Regions from separate parts of the Oncorhynchus mykiss genome. Here region 2 is linked to region 1. A link is a contact called in public Hi-C data. All regions are on one chromosome and are shown on one strand. Each heading gives the region's core, a stretch centred on a gene start, on an enhancer-like site or on the middle of the called end of the contact. The rest is flanking DNA. Distances are from core to core; before and after follow the strand shown. Region 1 has its middle 16 kb from the start of LOC110488345. Region 2 holds the start of LOC100136325 (tapasin).

Region 1 (5,211 bases), core at 1,228-3,727:
TTGAGGATGCAGCCCAGTTTGTGAACTCTGACCCCAAGCTCTGCAACCTCATCTTAACCAACAAACCTGTGAACGGAGGTCCGCAGGTCCAACCTCTGGGTCAAACTAAAGTCTGTCAGGTAGACGCATGCACACGCACACGCACGCACACACACACACACACACACACACACACACACACACACACACACACACACACACCTAGACCAAACCACAGTCCATCAGTTACACATCAGCTCTAAGATACCAACCCCTAGGTGAAAGTCTACTCCTCCTCTCCTCCAATCTTAGCAGCATTTCAAACCAGTTCTTCACCTCTGACCCTGTGAGGTCACTGGTGTTTATTCACAATATGTACTGTATAGTGTATAAGATGTTGTATAATTATGTCAGAGTTGGTATGCATTCTCCTGATACTGAGGGATCTCTCTTAGAATGGCATTGGGCAGGCTTTTGTTCCAGCCCAGCACTAACAGATCAGATTCAACATATCAACCTCTCATCAAGTCTTTGATAAGCTGTAGCAGGTGTGTTAGTGTTGATAGGTAACTTACAAAGCTTGCTCACCCTATAGCTCTCCAGGACCAGGGTTGGCCACCCCTGGCTTGGGGAGTGTGTGTGTGTGTGTGGGGGAGGGGGTGTCTTCCTCTTCTTCTCTTTCTCTGACTCCCTCCCTCCCTCTCTCAGTGAGGAGAGGATATGGATCCAAGCACTATGAAACTGAAGAGTCTGTGTGAACTGAAAGACTGATGTTGTTGTAATACAGTTTGACGTGATTTGACTGGAGCAATAAAGTTGGCTGAGACTTTGGGTGTTAAGTGACTTTGGGTGTCTTGAAAAGCACTTAAAATAAAATGTATTATTATTAACACACACACACTGTCAAGTTTTTTGTTTAGTTGTGTTAGAGTTAGACTGTTGTAATGTTTTCAACTTTCTATGGTCATTCAATAAATGTTACTAATGGTGACTGTAATTTCCCATTTGTATGCGGTCTGCAATTACACCATATTCCTCTTACCACCTGTGGCTTCCTGTAAGTTCCTCACAGGCTACAAAGCCCTTGACATTTCCATATGTTTAAGTGTAGCCACATTATAACAATTTCAAAAAGTAAAATGTGTTTCCTATGACAAATCATATTCTCTATGATTGTTTCGGAATTAGTGTCACAAAAAAAGTAGCTGAATGTTGCCAATAATGTGGTTGTATGCCTACATCCAATTTTATCCACAAGATGTCAGCAAAGACCATCTGTTTGTGTCTCATAACTCTTGGCAGTTGTTTGGGGTTGTTATATATTTTTTATTTAACTAGGAAAGCCAGTTAAGAACAAATTCTTATTTAGAATGACGGCCTACCAAAAGGCAAAAGGCCTCTTGCCGGGACGGGGGCTGGGATTAAACATTTAAAATAAATCAAATGTAAATATGGGACAAAACACACATCACGACAAGAGAGACAACACAACACTACATAAAGAGAGACCTAAGACAACAACATAGCAAGGCAGCCCCACATGACAACACAGCATGTTAGCAGCACAACATGGTAGCAGCACAAAACACGGTACAAACATTATTGGGCACAGACAACAGCACAAAGGGCAAGAAGGTAGAGACAACAATACATCACGCAAAGCAGCCACAATTGTCAGTAAGAGTGTCCATGATTGAGTGAAGAGATTGAGATAAAACTGTCCAGTTGGAGTGTTTGTTGCAGTTTGTTCCAGTTGCTAGCTGCAGCAAACTGAAAAGAGGAGCGACCCGGGGATGTGTGTGCTTTTGGGACCTTTAACAGAATGTGACTGGCAGAATGGGTGCTGTATGTGGAGGATTAAATATCTCAGATAGGGGGGAGTGAGGCCTAAGAGGGTTTTATAAATAAGCATCAACCAGTGGGTCTTGCGACGGGTATACAGAGATGACCAGTTTACAGAGGAGTATAGAGTGCAGTGATGTGTCCTATAAGGAGCATTGGTGGCAAATCTGATGGCCGAAGGGTAAAGAACATCTAGCCGCTCGAGAGCACCCTTACTTGCCGATCTATAAATTATTTCTCCGTAATCTAGCATGGGTATGATGGTCATCTGAATCAGGGTTAGTGTGGACACTGGGGTGAGCGATTACGATTATGATTGGGCTGCTATTACATCATCAGTTACTACGGGAGAAAGGAAGGATCAGGTTCTGATGAGCCAGGAAGTAAGGAAACCGTCAACTAAGAAATCCTCTGAAGCAGAACAATTCTTGCATGTAGCAGACACCATCATTTATTAGCCAAAACAGCAGTTGACTATCCCTTAAGATTGTCCTCAATTTTGTTATTGTGCCAGTTCCCTCCCCTTCTTGTCCACATTAGTCACCTAATTCCAGATCGAGAGTTTCAATTCAATGAACTCACGTGGTGGGGCAGTGTGCTGAGATACCTCTGTGGGGCGCAACTCCCTAACTACTGTAATCCTTCATTCAACACACTCATAGGGACTTTCCAGCAGACCACTTTCACATTTCTTTCTTGTAATGAGACAGGAAACTGCATGTCATCTTGTAAGATGATGAACCAATAAGGGCCAATAAACACGTGCTGTCCTCAGGGAAATCTAGGGGGTTCACAACAACACATCGGGAGTTTACCTGACACACCCCTCAAGCATGTAATGCTAAGTTCCGTCCTCTCAGGAGGTGGAAAAGGCTGCTATCAAATCCCCAATCATGCATGATACCACTGTGTCTTAGTCAGAAATAAGGACAATCAAAATACTGTAGCTGGATACCGCTGGGTCCACCATATCATATGATATCGTGGTGATATAATACGTCGGAAACCATTTTCAGTCATCTTGTTTACTGAAGTGGATTTGGCAAATGCGGCTGCTGCATGTACAACCAATTCAGTAATGGTCCAGTCTAGACAATCCAGTTTGAAGCAGCTTTAACACAGGGCAACCGTAAGTGTCATTCTTACATTGCCATACAACTCTCCTTCCGTGGCCTCCAACTGCTCTTAAACGCAAGTAAAACTAAATGCATGCTTTTCAATCGATCACTGCCCGCACTTGCTCGCCCGTCCAGCATCACTACTCTGGACGGCTCTGACTTAGAATACGTGGACAACTACAAATACCTGGGTGTCTGGTTAGACTGTAAACTCTCCTTCCAGACTCACATTAAGCATCTCCAATCCAAAATTAAATCTAGAATCGGCTTCCTATATCGCAACAAAGCATCCTTCACTCATGTTGCCAAACATACCCTCGTAAAACTGACCATCCTACCGATCCTTGATGATGTCATCTATAAAATAGCCTCCAACACTCTGCTCAACAAACTGGATGCAGTCTATCACAGTGCCATCTGTTTTGTCACCAAAGCCCCATACACTACCCACCATTGCAACCTGTACGCTCTCGTTGGTTGGCCCTCGCTTCATACTCGTCGCCAAACCCACGGGCTACAAGTTATCTACAAGTCTCTGCTAGGTGAAGCCCCGCCTTATCTCAGCTCACTGGTCACCATAGCAGCACCCACTCGTAGCACGCGGCTCCAGCAGGTATATCTCACTGGTCACCCCCAAAGCCAATTCCTCCTTTGGTCATCTTTCCTTCCAGTTCTCTGCTGCCTATGACTGGAACGAATTGCAAAAATCTCTGAAGCTGGAGACTCACATCTCCCTCACTAGCTTTAAGCACCAGCTGTCAGAGCAGTTTACAGATCACTGCACGTGTACATAGCCTATCTGTAAACAGCCCATCTATCTACCTACCTCATCCCCATACTGGTATTTATTTATTTATTTATTTTGCTCCTTTGCACCCCAGTATCTCTACCTGCACATTCATCTTCTGCCGATCTACCATTCCAGTGTTTAATTGCTATATTGTAATTACTTCGCCACCATGGCCTATTTATTTCCTTAACTTACCTCATTTGCACTCACTGTATATAGACTTTTTGTTTTCTTTTGTTCTACTGTATTATTGACTCAGTTTTGTTTATTCCATGTGTAACTCTGTGTTGTTGTATGTGTCTAATTGCTACGCTTTATCTTGGCCAGGTCGCAGTTGCAAATGAGAACTTGTTCTCAACTAGCCTACCTGGTTAAATAAAGGTGAAATAAATCAAATAAAAAATAAACATGAACTCTGGCCAGACAGGAAGAGATCATCTGCCTAGTTTGGTTTGGTGTGTGCCTCAACCTCTGTGCCCACAAACTGGTTGCTCTAGTTTCACCTTACTGTTCACCTCTGCTGTTTGTTTACCACCATCAGAACGTTTGATATCATCTTCTGTGTCAGGTCGCATTTGTGACTCACCATTCAACATGGGTTTACCTAAGGTTACGCTTTCTGATGATGAGGCTATGTTGAGCTTCATTTGTTAAGACTGTTATCAAATATCTACACCAGAGCAAGTCCGTGTAATGTAATCTAACGCAGCCTACTGTTTATTACAACCAGAGAAGTTGTCCTTGTTGAACAGCAATATGGTGTGTCAAAGCCTCAATACCAGTCACAAGACCCAGGGCTTGGTTTTGGTTTGGTGAAGTGCACTGAAGGGAAAGTGAAAGCAAAGGCCGAAGGAACTTGCCAACGTGGTGTGATTGCAAACCAACTGATTCGGCATGGAGTGGTTACACAACTGCCACTTCCCCCATGTCAGATACAGATCAAGTTTTTGTCAACCATTTTGTGATACCAGAAGGTGTTGTGATGAGATGGCCGCTTGTGCTCTCCCTCCCTCCTTGTTGGTATCCGTGGGCAGTGGGTAGGTGGATTGTTGTCCATAAGTCACCAACCTAAAGGGACAGTAGAGGAGAGGATAGTGTCTATGTCTAACTGGCAATGCAAACTTCTGCTAGTGAGAAAATACTTGAGTTGATGAATGCTGACACTTTACAGTTAACTCGTGAATGTCCTGTGCTCAAACCGCAGCAGCCCAAAAATAAACACACTCGGGCACTTCTTCTCAATACTTTGATTGATTAAGTTGATGACATGGACGACTTGATGATGAATGTCTCCCTGCACCAGCGCTGCGGATGCACGAAAAGTAAAGGTGAGCAGAGACTCTCACAAGACACTGACAAAGTCAACACTTCAAAACACCTGCAAGACACAAGCACATCAGTGTTAAGGATTCTTAAAAGGAAATGCTCAATATTGGTATAGAGACTCGACTGCCGCCATTTCACGGTGATGTGTACTAGTCG
Region 2 (5,211 bases), core at 1,109-3,608, 100 kb after region 1:
ATTGAAAACTGCATTTGATCTGAAACAGAAGAACATGGTCTATAACAGTCATACTGTAATTATACCAAGTCTATGATAGACACATGGTCTTAAAACAGAAACATACAGTAAGGGTCCACCACCTCACTGAGAGGTCCTTACACCCTATAGAAAGACCCTGTATTATAACCAGACTTGTGAATGAGAAGCCATATCTTCATTTTTGCTGAGTACATGTAATTGCATTTTCCCCATCACTGAAATTCACCACCAAGTGTTGAAAGGTCATTGTTTGGCATATACCAAATTTATTGGGATAACGGAAACAAGCCAGTTTAGATAACCTGCAAGTGTATTGTGGTAGACCTAAATACAGGGAGGTCTTTATTTATTTATACTTAACCAGGCAAGTCATAAGAACACATTCTTATTTACAATGACAGCCTACCCTGGCCAAACCCAGACAATACTGGGCCAATTGTGTGCTGCCCTATGGGACTCCCAATCACAGCCAGATGTGATTCAGCCTGGATTTGAACCAGGGACTGTAGTATCACCTCTTATACTGAGATGCAGAGCTTTAGACCGCTGCACCACTCGGGAACCAACTAGGTCTTGTAGGCCTAGTTCTTACAATGGCCTTGACTCAAATTAGGAGGGTGATTACTTTGACATGAAAGAGGAGAAAAAATGTATTATTTCTATAGTATTCCCAGAGGGCTTGTGGTTTGGGAGGATGACACAATTGAGCTATCTCAGGCTAGGGTCTATGGAGCTTGATTTGAGGTACTCTATATTACCCATTGAAGGACGTGCATCATGTTGGATCTAGCTCCATGTGATATTAAATTGTTTTATATCATCACACTGAAAAACACAGCAACAAAATAATACAGCATAGAAATGCAATGGAAAGTACAGTGCACACACACACACACACATATAGAGGAAGGTGGAGTCAAACACTGTTGAGGTAAATCCTACACCCTTTCCTGTAAGAGCGTCAGGATGCAGCCATCTTGTGTCTATCTGCCCTCAATCGTGACATGTCCGACACACTGGCACATCATCTAGTTCTAGGAGCCTGTACAGTACATGGTTTTTCATACCCAAACTGCTGTGTGGGATGTTGGACTATTACATTGACACATTATTTGTTTGTTAGCCTACATTATTTTCTGTATTTTTGTGTCACAACGACTTCAGGTTACTGAAAGAACTAGAACAGAGCCAGTGCATACTAGCTGAAACTCTTTGACCATAACTACAGTAACAGGCCTACAAGTAATCTATGGTCATATTTTCTCATTTTTTTCTCCCCAATTAAAATGTGTTCTGGAATTGTTGCCACTCCCACAGTGTGTTCTGGTATGTGAAGGGGATAAACAAATCAGGTTCAGTTAGTATATAGCACTTGGGTGGACTTTTGGTTGTCTTTGTAACTCCGTGGAAAAGTTCCCTCAAGGTACTAGGATCAGGTTCTCCTCCCCCTAATCTTAACCATTGTGGGGAAGATTCTAAACTGACCTAAGATCAGCGTTTTTAAGACAACTTCACCATACTCCGTCACGTAGAAGCTGCCTGTCATCACAAATCTGGGTGTGCATGCGTGACATGAAATAGCTCTCTTGAGCTATGTACTCTTCCGTTTGTTGTCCTCAGATTACCTAAATCCTTGTTTCTAAGAAATCATGTGATCTTGACCATTCTGGTGAGCGGTGTAGTGTTGGAGCGCCATCTTGTGTTCATTGTGCACTCTGCAATGTGTGCACAAGCTCTCTGAGTTTGGAACTCAATTTATTTTTCACGTTTTTGCATTTGTCCCTCATAAAATCAGTGTGCTGACTTAGTTTTACCACGGAGTTTCTTTATTTCTTCACAACTTCTTCCAGGTCCTAATAGGCCTACTTATAATCATATGGTTATTATGTGCTAAAAGAGACAACCTCATGCATTTCAACGGTGACGCGCACAGCAAAAGGCAGCCAGGGAGACATGCATTTAACCAAATACCCTGTGCTAATATTGAAATAGAACTGCGACTTTATTCTAAACATTTTGACTTTATTCACGAAATTAAATGTCGAGTTTATGCTTGAAATATTGCCACTTTATTTATGAAATGTAATTTCGATTTTATTCTCGAACTTGAAATATTGCCACTTTATTCTAGAAATATTTCCAGTTTTTTAAAGTACTATATTGCAAAAAATAATAATCCAAGTACCACCTGTCACTGATTTTTTTTCTCTTCACTTGGCCCTAATACTCTTCCGTAGTTTCTAAACCGTACATACTGTACTATTTTTGGTTTTACTGTATACCATGGTGCTTTGTCTCTGCCTCGTCTGGCTATGCGCATGTCAGTGTCTGTCTGCAAAATGAAAGTGAAAGTAGAGTTTGCTGTGGGGAGTTACAATGGAACTCTGAAGACATATTTCTCCATATTTGTTCTCATCCATCAGACTACAGAATAGTCGAGGACACTGTCGAAAACTAACATGACCAATATATCAATAATATTGCAATCCTTTCTTGCCTTTAGTTACGTTATGCACGGTAAATTGGTCAGCTTTTCTTACTGCACATTTTATTTGGTGGTGGATGTGTTACTGGTGGCACAGTTACTGTGTCTTCTGTATACTCAATTAACCTTAGGTTGTAGCTAATTACAACAAAAACACTTTGTTGAGTTAAAGGGGCAATCAGAAGATGCTACGTCCATTTCTGGACTTATAAGTTAATGACTATGATCTAATGACTACTACTCATTGACTCTTGAAGAGTGTCATTTATAAATGGATCGTGAGCTTAGTTCAACTGTCTTATCCCATCAGAACACAAAATATAATCTTGTTTTACTCCAATGTTTGTAAACAAAATTAATGTAAGCAAACACTGTATAGCCTAAAAAACATGTACAACTATAATTTTTGTTATCATGGATGGTCAGTCCTTGCATCCATAACTCTGTCTTTGAATTTGAGTGGTCGCATTTCTCCAGGCCCATTCCCCTGAAACAGTGGTGGGGAGGTCCCTTTGTTATTGGTTTAACTGCTGATATAAGAATATATACTTTGCATAATAGTATATACCTTGTAAAAAATGCACACGGGGAAAACAGCCCTACATAAAGCTATAGAGATTTAGAGTCATTTCCACAGTCTTAATGCTAAGCGTGTATCATTGTTCAAGAACTAGTTTCTATTCTGATTGCCTTTTCATACCCATCCTTATTCTACAGTAGTCTACATCACTTCACTCATGGAGCTACCGTTTTGTTCTATTTCATTCTGTTTTTTCACATACCCACGTTGGTTGGCTTCACGTTCACACAGCTCCCTCATCCTTCTCTCTTCCAGTCTATGGAACAAGTTGTCCAGTTCTGGAGTGCTGGTTTGTCCAGGAGAAGCCAGGTGGGGGCTTCCATGCTGCTATGAGCCAGGAGAAGTCACTACTTTACATCAATACAGACCCAGACAGTGAAGAAACCAGGTCAAAGCAGGGACCACCTACAGACCATGATAGAGTCTACTACGTCACTGGTCAGTACTTATTGTTATATATTAAATAGAACAATCTCTTTAGAAATTATGCCTGATTTGAGTGACAAACCAGTGGCTGTTACAGGTGCAGTCAGTCAATTTGGTGTGACACCAAGCCTGTCATTTAAATTATACAAGGCTACAAGAGCGTTGCCATTTTAGGCAGAGCTTTTCAGAAAAATAAATGTTATTTAATCGAAAAGATAACTTTGATAGACAAATCTCCCCCTCTCTCCTCAGACCCAGCAGCTACCCTCTGCAGTTCTTCTCTGCACCCACCAGAAGGCTCAGTCCAGAAGTCACAGTGTGAGATCAACCCCTTCATGCCTCAGCCATCCACTGTCCAATGGACAGTCCCACTCACGGACTCTGCCCACAGTCCGATCTACCTGCAAGCCGACTGGTACACTGCTGCCTTGCAGGGCTTTGACGGACAGCTGCGCCTCTCCAATGTCTTGCGTGCTCCCACGGCAACCAAGGAACCCAAGGGTATGATTGAAAAAGGAATGACGTTCTTCTTGAGCAAGGGTTGTAAACGTCAGACAGATTGTCATATATAACCATTACAAGTGATGACCAACACCACAGTGATAATGAATTATTATTAACCATAATTGAAATGAATGTCATACACCATGAGGAAGTATAGCAACCTGTGATGTTTATTACCACGTAATGTCACAGGTAATGTAGTGTTAAAAGTGTAACGTCTCTCTCCTACCCCTCTCTCCCAGTGGTGCTCAGTGTGTCCAGTAGAACCTTCATGATCCGTTCCAGACTCGGGGAACCAGTTGTTCTAGACTGTGGGTTCTGGGTGGATGCCTCTTCTCCTCTCTCTGGCTCTGGCTTCGCCGTGGAGTGGCGCTACCAGTTCAGGGGCGATGGCCGTCTGGTCCTGGCCTACGACGGCAAGAGTGACCGATTTGCAGAGACCCAGGAAGAGGGAGTGGGGCTAGACTTCACGGCTCTGCACGAGACAGGAGATGCATCACTGATCCTGCAGGAAGCTCAAGTGCGCCACTCAGGAACCTACATCTGCACGGTGTACTTGCCCTATCTCTTGGCTCAGGTGGCAGTGGAGCTGGAGATTGTAGGTGAGGAGAGATGAAAACGCTTTTTTAGTCGGCCAATACTAAACCATTGCAATGTTTAGAATCTCAACCCCTTTGTCTTTACATATTTATTCACTGAAATAACTACTGCAACTCCTTATACAGTAGAGTCTTATAATGGTATGTCATGGTCAACTTAATGTCATTAGATTACATGCCATAAGTGTGTTGTCGTGTCTTTGGCTATGTCGGATTAAGTGATATGACATGCTATTCTATAAAATAATTTCTCCGTAATTAATATTACCTTATTGAGCTAATCATGTAAATGTAATTAACTAGAGAGTCGGGGCACCACAAAATAATATTTATAGAGCTGTATCTTCTGAATAAACTCTTAAAGACCTAGTAATATTTTACATCAATAGCAGCCAATATTAATCGTCATCCTAATTCAGTCTCATCTGAAAGTTGTAAATTCTTGGTTATCTGCACGAACCCTGGCTAACAAGTTGAATCAGCAATACAAAATTGGGTTTAATTATTTATTTACTAAATACCTAACTAATCACACAGAATTACACATAATTAAATCGTAACTTGATTATAAATGATTTCATAAAGGAAAACGTCCC

Evidence for each region. Hi-C and Micro-C count contacts between places; a contact is called where the count stands out from the background.
Region 2: a contact with region 1 is called in a Hi-C map of liver, with 7 times the contacts expected there. The contact joins the promoter of LOC100136325 here to the enhancer-like site in region 1. A contact is called at or near these places in 2 of 3 Hi-C or Micro-C datasets (blood and liver).

The regions. Positions count from the first base shown.
Region 1 is chr32:33,325,689-33,330,899 of USDA_OmykA_1.1, forward strand. No RefSeq gene overlaps it. Among protein-coding and RNA genes, the nearest start is that of LOC110488345, 16 kb to the right of the region's middle. Within about 2 kb of position 2,478, at least 6 of the 11 cell types and tissues checked have an H3K27ac peak or open chromatin away from gene starts, as enhancers often do. A contact at or near this core is called in liver, where this site is marked.
Region 2 is chr32:33,426,640-33,431,850 of USDA_OmykA_1.1, forward strand. LOC100136325 (tapasin) reads left to right here and starts at 2,359. Exons shown (of 5, transcript XM_021560576.2): 1 at 2,359-2,538; 2 at 3,342-3,524; 3 at 3,765-4,013; 4 at 4,259-4,618. The coding sequence starts at 2,481.